Regions from separate parts of the Danio rerio genome. Here region 2 is linked to region 1. The links are chromatin contacts, called in public Micro-C maps. All regions are on one chromosome and are shown on one strand. Each heading gives the region's core, a stretch centred on a gene start, on an enhancer-like site or on the middle of the called end of the contact. The rest is flanking DNA. Distances are from core to core; before and after follow the strand shown. Region 1 holds the start of plekhs1.1 (pleckstrin homology domain containing S1, tandem duplicate 1). Region 2 holds the start of casp7 (caspase 7, apoptosis-related cysteine peptidase).

Evidence for each region. A called contact is a pair of places that touch in the nucleus more often than the background predicts.
Region 2: a Micro-C map of caudal fin shows a contact between it and region 1, with 8 times the contacts expected there. The contact joins the promoter of casp7 here to the promoter of plekhs1.1 in region 1. A contact is called at or near these places in 2 of 18 Hi-C or Micro-C datasets (caudal fin and an unstated tissue).

The regions. Positions count from the first base shown.
Region 1 is chr12:32,314,657-32,321,453 of GRCz12tu, forward strand. plekhs1.1 (pleckstrin homology domain containing S1, tandem duplicate 1) reads right to left here and starts at 5,060. Exons shown (of 13, transcript NM_001114564.1): 1 at 5,023-5,060; 2 at 4,379-4,416; 3 at 4,140-4,237; 4 at 3,941-4,056; 5 at 3,700-3,852; 6 at 3,559-3,604; 7 at 2,907-2,984; 8 at 2,698-2,814; 9 at 2,524-2,588; 10 at 1,335-1,448; 11 at 1,155-1,211. The coding sequence starts at 4,202.
Region 2 is chr12:32,465,865-32,472,857 of GRCz12tu, forward strand. It overlaps casp7 (caspase 7, apoptosis-related cysteine peptidase), which reads right to left and starts at 5,125. Exons shown (of 8, transcript NM_001020607.2): 1 at 4,984-5,125; 2 at 3,909-4,019; 3 at 2,621-2,746. The coding sequence starts at 3,916.

The sequences.
Region 1 (6,797 bases), core at 3,810-6,309:
TAAGCTGTTCATTTTTATGTTACATGTTTTATGAAATGTAAAAATATAACCAAAAAAACTTGAAAAGAGTAAATCATTATTTGGAGAAAAAAAAAAGATTTTTAATCATAAAGATATGAAAATTTTTTATTCTAATAATTTTTTTTGTAAAAAAAAAATAGTGGAATTTTTAAGAAATGTTTTCAGATCTTTATAGAATAAAACACGTCAGAATTTAGCACCCACTTTGAATGTTATCACTCGCTTGAATGGGCATTATCAGTGGTTATCAGCTGATAGATATAGGCCAGTAGGGACCTTCTGCGCCTACTGGTAGGCTCACAAGACTGTTAACATCCATCCGCATGGTTAATCATCTATACTAATAGAGAAGACTCAGATCTGTTTGACATTACTGTGACGGTTGGTAGGGGTAGACGTTAATAAAATACAATTATTGGGAAATTCAATAAATAATTCTTGTGATTAATCAGCTTCTAATAAAGAAGACTCCAGATCTAGTTCTGTTTTTACAATACTGTGACGGTTGGGTTTAGGGTTGGGGTAGGGGTGGATGTTAATAAAATACAATTAATGGGAAGTTCAATAAATAATATAAATAATTCTTGTTAACTTCCGGGCGCAGCCGTATGTGATCTATAGTCGATTAACCATGTGGATGGATGACAACAGACTTCTGCACCTACCAGTAGGCCCAGAAGACCCCTACTGGTCCATATCTATCAGCTGATAACCACTAATAACGCCCATTCAATCGAGTGACATTTGAATCGGCTGAAATTTTACCCAAACATGCTTCATAAACACAAAAAAATAGAATATGCATGGCGCAATTATTTATTATGAATAACTTTAAAATCAATTTGTTATAGTTTTACCGTAGTCTTCCTGTCTCCTCTGAAAAGACCAGGTTTTTCAGTTCACATGCACTTAAGCTGATTTCCTTCTCAACAAAGGTGTATGTTTTACTGGGGAATGGAACGCAGTGTAAAAATGTGGTTGGATTCCAAAACCACAATTTCATAATCAAAGCTGATTGACAACTGAATTCTGCAGGTTAAGGGGGGGATGGGGTTTCTGACAGGTGTTTTCAACTAAACCGCTCTCTAAAGAATATAGAAATGTTTTTGAAATACAGATAAAGCATAAATCACCTGTTTCCATTGAAGTTAGTACAATAGTCTGTATTGTTAATGTCGCTGATGGTGGTACTGAAAGAAAAAAAAAATGCAAAAGATTATAAGTAATAATAAGAAAATAAGCAATAATTGGTTACTTCATACAACTGGAAGCTTTACATTAGAAATATTCTGTTTATGCTTAATTGTTTTTACCTTTGTGGTGTTTGACTGTGTGGCTCGGTGATTTTTTCCTGTGTCTTTAAATTATTGAAGACTTGCGTCATACAGGTCAACAGACTGTCTTCAGATGAACCAATCCCACTCTCCCTTTAGGAAAAAGGCAAATACTTGTTAAGTAAACTGATTATTTATATCACTGACATTTCTGTACAAAGCATGAGTCTAGAAAACAAGTCAGTCAGCAAAATCATGGAGAAACAGCATACATTTTAAAACTGCAAAATGACACTTGACTACTACAAACAAGCTTTCATACACTAAGGAAGTTATGTTTGTTGTTGGTTCAAATTACTAAATTAAAATGATCTGCAAAAGAATTATTTAGGATTTTTTGCGACAACTTTTTTACAACAAATTTACATTTTTTAAAAACAAATAACTTCATTCATGTTGTCCCAACACAAATCGATTGTACCCAGCATTTTTTACACTGTAAAAAGTGATTAGTTAATCAAAACGAGTAAACCAATTGTCTGAAATACAAGTTGACTTTACAAAAAGAAAATAAACCCATTGAAACTTGGAAATGTTAAGTTGACTTTTTATAATTATGCTAATTGTGCTTTTTTAATGTCAACTAATCCCTTTTTAGAGTATGTTTTCAAACAATTACTGTAATTATCACAGTATTACATATTTGGTGCTTCATTAAGTCTATAAAATCTACAATTATAGCCTTTATTGAATTTAGAAGACACACTGGAGTCTGGAAGAGCAGATTTATTTTTGTTACTGTCATTTTGCTAGATACAGAAAAGCTGAAAAAAGCAAGTATAGTAATTGTAAATGTGTATTGAAAAAAAGTGATTAGTTTACTTTCATTAAAAAAAAAAGTGAATACAATTTGCATAATTGCAAAAAACAAGTCAACTTAAAAGTTCCAAGGAACTAGGTTTACTTACATTATTTTTGTAAAGTCAATTTGTTTCTTTAAAGGCAACTGGTTTACTCGCTTTTAGTAACAAATCACTTTTTTAGTGTACAGTGTAATTATTAATAATTGCAAACAGCTTAAATTTGCTAAAAGCTGCTAATCAGACGAATGATTCTATCGCACCACTTTTTCAAGGACAATTACGGTAGTTACAAATAGAATGGTTTATTTAACATTTTAACGATAAAGTAATGTACATTTTAAATCCAGAATAAGAGTTTGTCTTACTCTGACGACAGCTCCTCATTGCTTTCCTCTCCGGTCTCATCAAGGCTTTCTTCTTTTTCACTCACCTGAATAAGTCAAGCAGTTGTATCAGCATGAAATATTTTAATTTAATAATGTATAACGATGCAAGTGTTTGGTTTTAGTGGCAGTGTTAAAATTACAACAATGCAATACCTTTGTTTCAGATCGGTTTCTATTGTGTGTTTGCTGGCAGCACTCTTCAGGATGGCTGGTAACAACTTCAAAAGACCTCGTCCTTGGAGGCACTGCGGGTCGACTGACGGCTTTACTCTACAGCGAGAGGTACGGGAAGAAATATTTCAGCTGGGAAGTCAGTTTAAGTCACAATAAGCATAAGAGAGAAACATTGAGGATTAATTTACCTTGTCGCTGTCACAAGGGTTTTTGTCAGTGGATTCTGTCATGGTTTGTGGTTTGGTTTGTGATTCAATTTTGAAATTCTGTGAACACATAAAAAAAAAAGACTTTTTAGTTTGAATAAAACCAATTAAATGGTGAATGTGATTTTTTTAAAGCTTTGAATGTATACAATTTTATTTAGTAATCACTGCATTTACATACATTAATAATAGGATTATTAATGTAAATTTTAATTGCTAATTTAAAATCTTAAAATAAGAGCATGGAATCCAAGAATTACCATTAATAACCCCATTGGAATTCATTAAATATTTTTTTTTTTATTTAAAACAATCAAGATTGATCAGAATTGAACACAATGTTATGGATTGATTTTCACAATACTTAAAGTTTTCAAGAATTTAAACAATAGTAACTTACCAAGAGTAAATTTATCAACAAAATATGATTTTTAGATAAACAAAATGTATCAATATATGCATGAACACATGTATACAATGGTTTGTCAATAGACATGCATATACATTTTTATAAGGGTTATGCAATAAAATATTTAACAACGATTCAGTCCATTTTTTTAAATAAAAGTGCATCATTTTATTATTTATAAAGAAACTAATTGCAGCTTTTCACATTAAAAATAGAATGTCTTACCTTCAAAACTCCGAATATAGCATTAAACCATCTATTCACCTCCTCACTGAAAACAACAGATTATTTGTTGTAAATAAATGTTCGTTTATTATTGTACTTTTATTAAGTAATTAAAGTTCACTAAAGGTAATCATGACAAACCTGGAGTCGCCGATGAAAAAGTATTCTCGCTGCACCTTGTCTGTTGGATTTTCTGTTTTCATGAAGAGCACAGAGGAAGAAGAGCACTTGAAGGTTTTAGAGATCCATTCAAAAGCCGAATGTGATTCGGGTCCCACGTAGAGCAATGTGATGCTGCATAGGAGTGTATATAAATGTATTTATCATTGAATAATATTAATAATTTATTTAACTGAAAAGCATTCACCAAGTTTTGTCTTACCTTGAAACCTCAATGGACTTTATAGCTTTGTCTTTCTCAGTGGTTTTGTAGTATTTTAGCTCGTGGCTGCCGTTGTTTTTCTTTTCAAGCACAAAGAAGCGACGCTTCCAGGATTTCTGCAATAGACAATGAAACCGTTTATTTGAAATGTGGAGAAAACCTGCAAAAAATGTAAGTTTACAAAATCCAAAATCCATACCATCTTTCTTATTTGGCCAGAAGGAGGGGATTTGTACAGGAAACCTGAACATAAGTCCTCCATCTCAGCTGCTTCACTATGGTTTGAAGCAGTTGAATCTGTTGCAGAAGAAAGCATACACTCAATTACAGAATAATAACTCATCTCAATCTGTATAAATTATATTAGCCAAGTGTTTTCTTGTAGTCTAATATCTTCTCCAGCTATTCTGGTTCCTGTGGTTGTGTTCTTAGGCATACCTGATTTTTTTCTGTTGTACATTTAGAAGATGTTGTTTCTGTGCAAAAGAAGAATGAAATAAGTTATGAAGGCACTCATCAAACGATAGTTAAGGAAGTTTTAATTGTAACAGTTGTAATATATAAATAAGCTGCTTTTTAATACTAGAATTTTAAATAAATGTATTTAATGTGTTAAAAACCTGAAAGGAATATAATTAGTTCAACCAAAATAAAAATGTTGAAGGTTTTCTCACTCTAAATGCCATTATAAACTATTATGCTTTATTTTGTGGCACACAAAAGATCCTCTCTGTGAAAATCAAGTCAGGTCTGTAATGTTATTTTGATTTATAGACGCTATTTTAATTTTGAAGTACAAAAGCTTTGAGTAATTTCATTTGAATGATCCCTTTTCTGCGTGAATCATCTAATTTTTAAAATTCTGTCTATAATAAATCTGTTCATCTAAAACCAAACATGAACAACTTTCTTTTATCAAATAGTTTGTAATTTATTAGTATTTTTAAGCTTAAATATGCAATATATATATATATAAATGATAAATATGTCAGAAAGATTCATATGGGCAAAATGTAGTAAGCAGCTACACAGTCATCATATCTGCTTAAAACGAACTGTGCTGTATATTTTAAATGCATTACCTGTATTGTATGTGTCTCCTTTGCACCGCTGTCCTGTTCTCAAAATCTGTTACAGTATTTTGAAGGAAGACTCTTTTTGTTTTTGAGGGAGGTGGAGATTCTCGTAAAGCTTTCAGTGAGTCCTCCCTTTGTTGGAAACTTCAAAATTCATGGGTCACCAAAAATTTGGTTTTGAGAATTGCTAGATTACTGGCAGTGACTTGAAAACATGATGCATGGGGGTTTGCCTTACTGGAATGTCTGAGATGATTGTAGTTATTTAGATAAATTCTTTATAAACTGAGCTGATAAACATCCATATGCTGGCTTTTTAATTTTTTTGTGTCTTTTGATATCATATAAAAAGATACTGTAATATCTAATTAGTAATTTTGACCTTCTAAAATTGGGTAATTTTTAAGTAGAGGCAAAGCAATATTTACATAGTAAGTCTGAAAAGTCAAATTATAGTTTGGTTGCCCTCCTCATATAAATGAGATCAGATTAATTATTCAGAATCAGTCATTAGCTAATCAGTTAGAATCAGTTTACACTTTTTTTGTGTTTGTTTGTTTAATGTTTTTTTTTTTTTTTTAGAAACTCTGTGCATGTTTATTTCTGGGAACACGATTAACACGAGGAACTAAGATGACGTCTGAAAATTCCAATACATTCCGTTTATATTTTCAAAGACGCTTTGACAACAGAAAATGCAAGTAGTCATCTTGCAAGAATTGCATCAATTTTTAAAAGACCTTCTCCCTATTTGTTATCTGGAGTACATGTTTTCACAATTAGAGCCTTTGATTTAAAACCTGATTCTCTGCCTGAATGAAGAAACTCTTAAGCCATTTTATTGGGTGCCAAAATGAAAAAAGCCAAAGTTCCAACCCAAATGACCAGCCAACCACCTGAATTTATAATTCATAATGGAAAAAGGGCTACATAAAAAACAGTGGTGTTTGATTATGTAAAATCATTTGTTCAGAGTTCCTCAAATGTCTATTCAGTACAAATAGAGCCTTTTTTGGTTCTGGTCTCAAAAGAGGCTTTTTGTTCTTGTCGAAAATGTTAATGATTTTAAAGCATTTTTCACTATAAATAACCTTTAGCGCAATGAAAAGGTTCTATTAATGTGAAGATTATTCATAGAGACAACAATAGCAACAAACAACCTTTATTTTAAAGGGTGTATAAAATTTAAAATAAATTAAGTACAGAATCTTTCAGTTAGATTGGATCACACCTTGACATAAATCCACAAAAAGCCAATCTGTCAGTCAGTCTTGATGGATGATGCAAATGAACATAAACATATACACTCTGATCAACAATGAGCAGACAGTTTTACTTTCAAGTGACTTGCATAAGCACTTTTTAAGCACAGTTTTCAAATGTGCTTTTTAGAGCAGAAAGCAAATTCAACCTTGCAGCAAAGCAAGCGATCTACAGGTCTGAAAAATTATTTATTCCACTCACTGCATTTTCAGAAATCACCGCTAGAGAGTCCTGCTCACTGAAGACATGTTAGACTTGCTTACATATTTATCACACTGTCAGCCAGTAGCATCTGGCTGCAGACTTGCACAGACATTGTCAGGCACATGCACTCTTTATAGAGCAAATGCCAACACTGTAGGGGTAGGGGGTATGTGTAGACACTAAAAACCAAGAGTAATGATTACTTTTTTGTCCAACAACATTTTTAAGGAAAGACTAGATATATTCATGAAGTTTGAAGTCTGATGTTTGAGGGTCACTAATATAAATTATATATATATATATATATATATATA
Region 2 (6,993 bases), core at 3,875-6,374, 150 kb after region 1:
CATAATATTCGCTTTTCTCATCTTCCACGATGTCCTAAAGAGAAATTAATCCACATGCCTGATGCAGAAATCTCACAGATGTCTCACATTGTCGAATTTCCAAAGGATCCGTCCAGATCAGTAGGCCACTGGATGTACAATATGTGCCAGTATTCCAGAAGAGCCTAGTCATCACGTTAGCCAACCACAACAATGGGCTCCTGCCTATACACTCTCTCCCACTCATAAACTGTACAGCGAATCACAGGTGTCCCATGTGATGCGGGCTATCAATCCCCCCCTGTAACTCCCCCCTTTAACTAGACTCAACCTCATAACCCATCTGAGCGCTCTACTACCTGGGCTCTTCATTAAACGGTACGCCACTCTGCATTGAAACGTGTTGCTCTTCCTTCCAGATCTGCTGAATTTATCCCAAATTTAAGCGTGGATTTTTTTCCGTTTGGTGTGGTGTGGTGTGTGCTGGGATCCTGACATGCTCTATACTCTATAAAGAGTGGAGCGGTGGCTCCGCTGGGCAGGGGCGGCGCACGCTACCTGAGTCAGCACACACGCCAGAGTCCCCAGAGCTTTCCAAAGGCCTATTCAAAAGCCCTCCGCCAGGGTCATGCAGGACACTAGCACACCTCTATTCACAAACATACTAGTGTACTTACATACTAGGCCTATTACAGTATATAGAGCAAGCACAGTTCATAGTGTCAAACAAGGAGTCAACAAATGTACATTCCTATACTCCTATTTGTGGAGAACCTAAATTTGGCAATTCTAAATATGCAAGAACTTACCTATTAATGAGCTCAAACGTTATTCTCAATCAAAAGTTATTATAAACATCCCAAAACGCATTCAGATGCACTTTACGTGATGCAAGACTTAGTTTGTTGGTCATGTTGTCATTTACAAAGAGGATTGTGGCGCCACCTTGTGTATAACAAAAATAAATTCTAATTCTGTCCTCATTTGCTCACCCTCATGTCGTTCCTAGCCCATAAGTAATTTGTTTTATAGAAGACAAATGGTTCGTTCTTCCATATGAATGAATGAGTTTTGTTCTTGTGTGTAATCTAGGTACCTTTGAGCTTCTTTTAGTTGCTGATCAATGCTTATATGTAAACAAAAGCCAAAGTTAAACCTGTTCATTTTGGACAGGTACCATGAATTAAACCACTCTTTATATTCATTCTTTTCGGCTCTCATTCACACACATACTTGTACACTGCCGACAACTTAGGTTACCCAATTCACCTATATCGCATGTCTTTGGACTTGTGGGGGAAACCGGAGCACCCGGAGGAAAAACCCACACAAGGGAGAACGGGGAGAACATGCAAACTCCACACAGAAATGCCAACTGACCCAGCCAAGGCTCAAACCAGTGACCTTCTTGCTGTAAGCCGACAGCGCTACCCACTGCGCCACCGTGCCACCTCCACTCAATTAATATCTATTTTAAAAATAATATTTGAAAATACTTTTGAGTGAAAGATGGACAAAATGTGTCTTTATTTGTATTCTTAATAGTGTAGTGGTTAGAGCATCAACACATGCTCTCCAGTGATCACGGCGACCTGAGTTCGACCTCGAGGTCCTATGCCAATACTTTCCCTCTCTCTGCTCCCCAGGCTTTCCTGTCAATACTGTCTACTAACCTATCCATTAATGGTGAAAACCCACCAAAAAATTGAAAATAATTTTTATTTTGGATAGAACTAAACTGCAAAAAGATGCTTTTCTGACTTAGATTTTTTTGTCTTATTTCTAGTCCAAATATCTAAAACATTATAAATCAAAAAGCATTTTCTTGAATTGCCTTGTTTAAAGAAATAATAAGTAATAATAATAAAATAATAAGTCAAATATAAAAACTTTTTTCGCTTAAAAAAAGCAAAATAATCTGTCAATGGAGTAATCTAAATAATCTTCTTCAATGGTTTGACATAAGATCATTTTGCTTACCCCATTTGCAGATTATTTTGCTTGTTTTAAGGAAAAACTCACTTTATTTGAAATAATCTTACAAGAAGGCACTATGTTTTGCTTGTCTAGAAAATGCTTCTTGATTTTGGAATTTTTAGATATTAAGAATATAAACAAGATAAAATATGTAAGTAAGAAAAGCTATTTTTGCAGTCTAATAGCCAGTGTAATACACAAAGTGACACTATTCACTGAATTCTGTGCCCTTGCTCAGTTCTACCATCATAAATAAAGTCCAGATATAATGTAAGACATTCATTTTGCTAAATTTTCATAAAAAGGCATAAATCGCTATATTAATAGTTTGTCTGCAATAAATGGATCCTCTAGACACGATGTCAAAAATACAAAGCGTAGATGTTCACGGGTAGAAAGTGAAACCCATAGGCTGACTATGTGCAAATGTGTTACAGAAGTAAATCTGGGATTGTTTTGGCAGTTCAGATTCTCTCTTTTGGAAGACATTTAACTAAATAAAATTAAACCTAGAGAACTTTTTACATTCACAAGCAGCTACAGTACACGCTGCATGAAAGGTTCAAAGAAATAATTATAGGCCATTTAAAAAAAAAACAGCTCACTATTTATGCTATCTGCACATTGATTGAATGGATAACATAGAAAAAAAAAACTGTCTCACAAGTTGCCAAAAAGCCTAAATCTCCCTTTGCGGTCAGGTTTTGCATCTGTCACGTCTTCTTCTCCGTAACTGTCTTGGTCCTCCTCCAACACCTCAATCTCGGAAGTAAGGGCTTCTTTATCCACTCTGGAGCAACAATGAAAAGAATGTCACTGATTGTTAACACAAGGTCACTTATAGGGAAATAAAGCCTAAAGACTGTTAAACTAAATTTTGTATCTTCAGACCATGCCAGCAAAATGTTAGGGAATTTAAATCTATCAATATAATTGCACAAAATAACTTGTTGTATACAGTATATGGCAAAAATGCTCAAAGTTTGCATCACATTTCTTGAGTTCACCTATTGTAGCTTAAGTGAAATAATTCACAATAATTAAAATTCTGTTATCATTTACTCACACTTCATATTTGACGGTTTGACTTTGTTTGTTAAACAATGTGTGCATGTCTGACAGCTAGCTCTCTGCAACTCTCACATGGTCAGCACCTGGATGGGAGACCACATGGGAAATCTAGTTTGCTGCCGGAAGGGGTGCTAGTGAGACCAGCAGAGGAGGCTCAACCTGCGGTTTGTGTAGGTCCTAACACCCCAGTATATTGATGCTCACTGAGCGGCGTCTTTCGGATGAGATGTTAAACTGGGGTCATTAAAATCCCAGGATGTCCTTCCAAAAGAGTAGGGATTTAACCCTGGCATCCTGTTTAAATGTAGCCATTGGCCTCTATCCATCATGGTCTCCTGACCATCCCCATTTCATAATTGAGGTCTCCTCTCCACCAATCAGCTGGTGTTTGGTGTGCAGTCTGGTGCAATAAGGCTGCTGTCATGTCATGCAGAATGCTGCATGGTGGTGGGGGATGAGGAGATTCCCCCTTAAAAAAATATAAGTCGCTTTGAGTGTCCAGAAAAGCGCTATATAAATGTAAGGTATAATTATTATTTATTATTATTAATATTATTATTATTAAAGTGTGTGTTTGTGTGTGTGTGTGTGTATGTTTGTGTTCTATCAAACCAAACACTCAACTGGTTTGTAACATATCAAGGCTGACTAAAGGATGACAGAATTTTCATTTTTAAGTGAACTATCCTTGCAAAGATGATTTCAGAATTGATTCTGTCTTTTGAGAGACAATTAACTAAATTCAATTAAACCTTGAGAATGTTTTATGTTCACGAACAACTAGACTACAGGTACATCCTGCATGTAAGGTCACATTCAGAGAAAGCATAATTATGAGGCATTTAAAAAAAAAAAAACGGTAAGGTCACTATTCGTGGTACCTGCACATTGCTTTTGGGTCAGGTTTTGCATCTGTCACATCTCCTTTTCCGTAATTCTCTTGGTCATCCCCTGACACCTCGTTCTCGGAAGTAAGGGCTTCTTTATCCATTCTGGAGCAAGAATGAAAAAAAATTCACTGATCTGATTGTTAACACACGGTCACTTATAAGGAAATCAAGCTTTAAAACTATGGGGATTTTTTGACTTCTGGTATTCAAAGTATTTTCTTGACATGGCCACACCTTTCCTTACTGAGGTCTACTTGGCTACTGTAACCGTTCAGTTGTTTTTAACAAAAAATGTCTGTGGGTACTCTGGTCTCTTTCAGACATCAAATTAAGAATTAACAACATAAAAAACGTGCTCATATTCACCATGATTGTATTGCAAATAACTCTACATGTATTACAGTACATCTCTAATGTTCTGTTTACAGTACATGGGGAATTTCTTCAAGCAGTTGCCCTACTACAGCTACTCATCATCAGTTATTAAGTAATTAAGCTTTTACTTTCACTTCATAGTGTCACCTTAACTGTATGTTTAATTGACCCATTTATTAAGTAGTAATAGGTGTAAAAGTTTATAGCTCGGGGGGACAAATTTAACTTACGTGTTTATGTAACGTTATGAATGTTTAAGCCAAAGAAGTAAGCTTTGTGACATTATGGAAATATGATAAAAACGGATCACTGCTAACGTTAAAGCTTTAAGTTGTCAAGTTCAACATATTATTACGTAAATAACGGATTATAGATGTTGATAATATAATACATAGCCATTTCTGTTATCATAACTCTTGAATACATTGCAAAGGAGGTTAAAAGCTCTCCGAAGGTAATTTGACCTGGTTAGTACCTGTCTTTTTTATAATCCTTGTAATTCGCAACATTTGAATATTATTAAATACAGGCCCACACAAAGAATTAAATCGTTAACGCTTCATAATGCAATCGTTAGCAACGCAACTCAATTTGATTCTGTACAGTTGATGGACTAAACAACGATGGTTTAGTTAAGCATAACAGGCTAATGTTTTCATGATATTACAGTCTCCTAACTCTTCAAACTTACATTTCTGACGAATCAGCCTCAGTCTTGTATTCTGCTATTCCAAATAAACGTTGTAAGTACTACACAGAGAAAACGAAACTACTTTCAAACCTGCGATCCTCCACTTCCAGTCTGACTCAGAGATCCGTGTATTTAAAGAAACAGGCACTTCAGAAAACTTTGCTGCGCAACTTCCTGTTAGTGTTCCCGTTTATACACAAGAATAGAGTTCGGAAAAATGAAAGTCATATATACAGTATATATAAACATGGTTTTATAAATATTGTATATAGACGTAAAGTAGGCTATAATATGAAATATAAAAAATATAATATAATATAATATAATATAATATAATATAATATAATATAATATAATATAATATAATATAATAGGCTAATATTAGTGTAATGAGTTATCAACCAGACATCATGTCAAATAACTGTTTTTGTAAATATTATTTATAAATTTTCCAATTACGTAAAGGAATGAAAAACTAATATAATTTGTCTTATAATTAACTTGAAGAATGCAACACCCTTGTGATGACTTTGACCTTGGAAATGATGTCTTGTATTATCCAATTATTCATTCATTCTTTTTCTTTTTGGCTTAGTCCCTTTATTCATCAGGGGTTGCCACAGCGGAATGAACTGCCAACTATTCTAGCATATGTTATTAAGCAGCGGATGCCCAGCACTGAGTGCAACCCAGCACTGGAAAACACTCATACATTGCATTTACACACATACACTATGGCCAATCACAGCTTATTTAATTCACCTAAAGTGCGTGTCTTTGCACTTGTGGGGAAAACCGGAGCACCCGGAGGAAATCCATGCAAACTCTGAGGCTCGAAACAGCAACCTTCTTACAGTGAGACCACTACGTCACCGTGTCGCCCTATATTTTCCAAATATTATATTTAAAATTGTTAACACCTGATATTCTCTTTAGCACAGGGGTGGGCAAACTCGGTCCTGGAGGGCCCTGGTGGGCAACACTAATCAAACACACCTCAGTGTCTTCAAGATCACTATAATTGTAGAACCAAGTGTGTTTGATTAGAGTTGGCCCTCCAGAACCGAGTTTGCCCACCCCTGCTTTAGCATCAACCACAGAAGCTGTGTATAGGCATATTCTATATTTTTTAAGGTAGCCACTTCTCATGGAAAAAAAAGTACATTTACATTTAGAAACAAAATATTTTATTTTCAGAATATGCCAGCAGAATATTATAGAATTTAAGTTAATCTAACTGCACAAAATAACTTAGCATTTGTCTTATATGGCAAAAAATGCACACAAGTTAAGCACATAAGTATCTCCGCAACACTTTATTATACAATCAGCTTCGTCTGTGATATAAAAAACCATGCATTGATAGTACCTACAATAGGTTTGGCACAGTGCCATCACAATTAGCGTTATACATATCAAGTTTCACTTTTTCTTGAGGTCGCCTATTGTAAATGAAGTGAAATATTTCACCCAAAAATGAACATTCTGTAATCATTTAGTCACCCTTCATTTGAATTTGACTTTGTTCTGTTGAACACTGTTTTGGAACAAGTCAAGGATGAGTAAATAATAACAGAATTTTCGTTTTTGGGTGTAAACTGTCCCTGCAAAGATTTTAAAAGAATCTACTTCAGATTTGAATAGGTTTTCTATGGGACCATAAACTTAAAAACTGTGCCTTGTTTATAGAATTATACACATTTACTTTAAACTATGTCACTTACGTAGATATAAAATCCTAAATAAGCCTTTATAGTATAAGGCAGGGCCCAGGAGTTCCCAAACTTTTCAGCCCAAGACCCCTGAAATAACAATGCCAGTGACTCACAACCTGCAAATTCCTTGGAGGTTTTTATAAACATACAAACGTTGCGCACACAAATGTAGGCCTATATAAACACATGCATAATAACAACACAAAAAGTGCAACAGCCTAACAACCATTCAATTTTTTTATAGTCATTTATTAATTTGTTTAGTTTAATTTTAGGGGCGAAGTGGTGGTGCAGC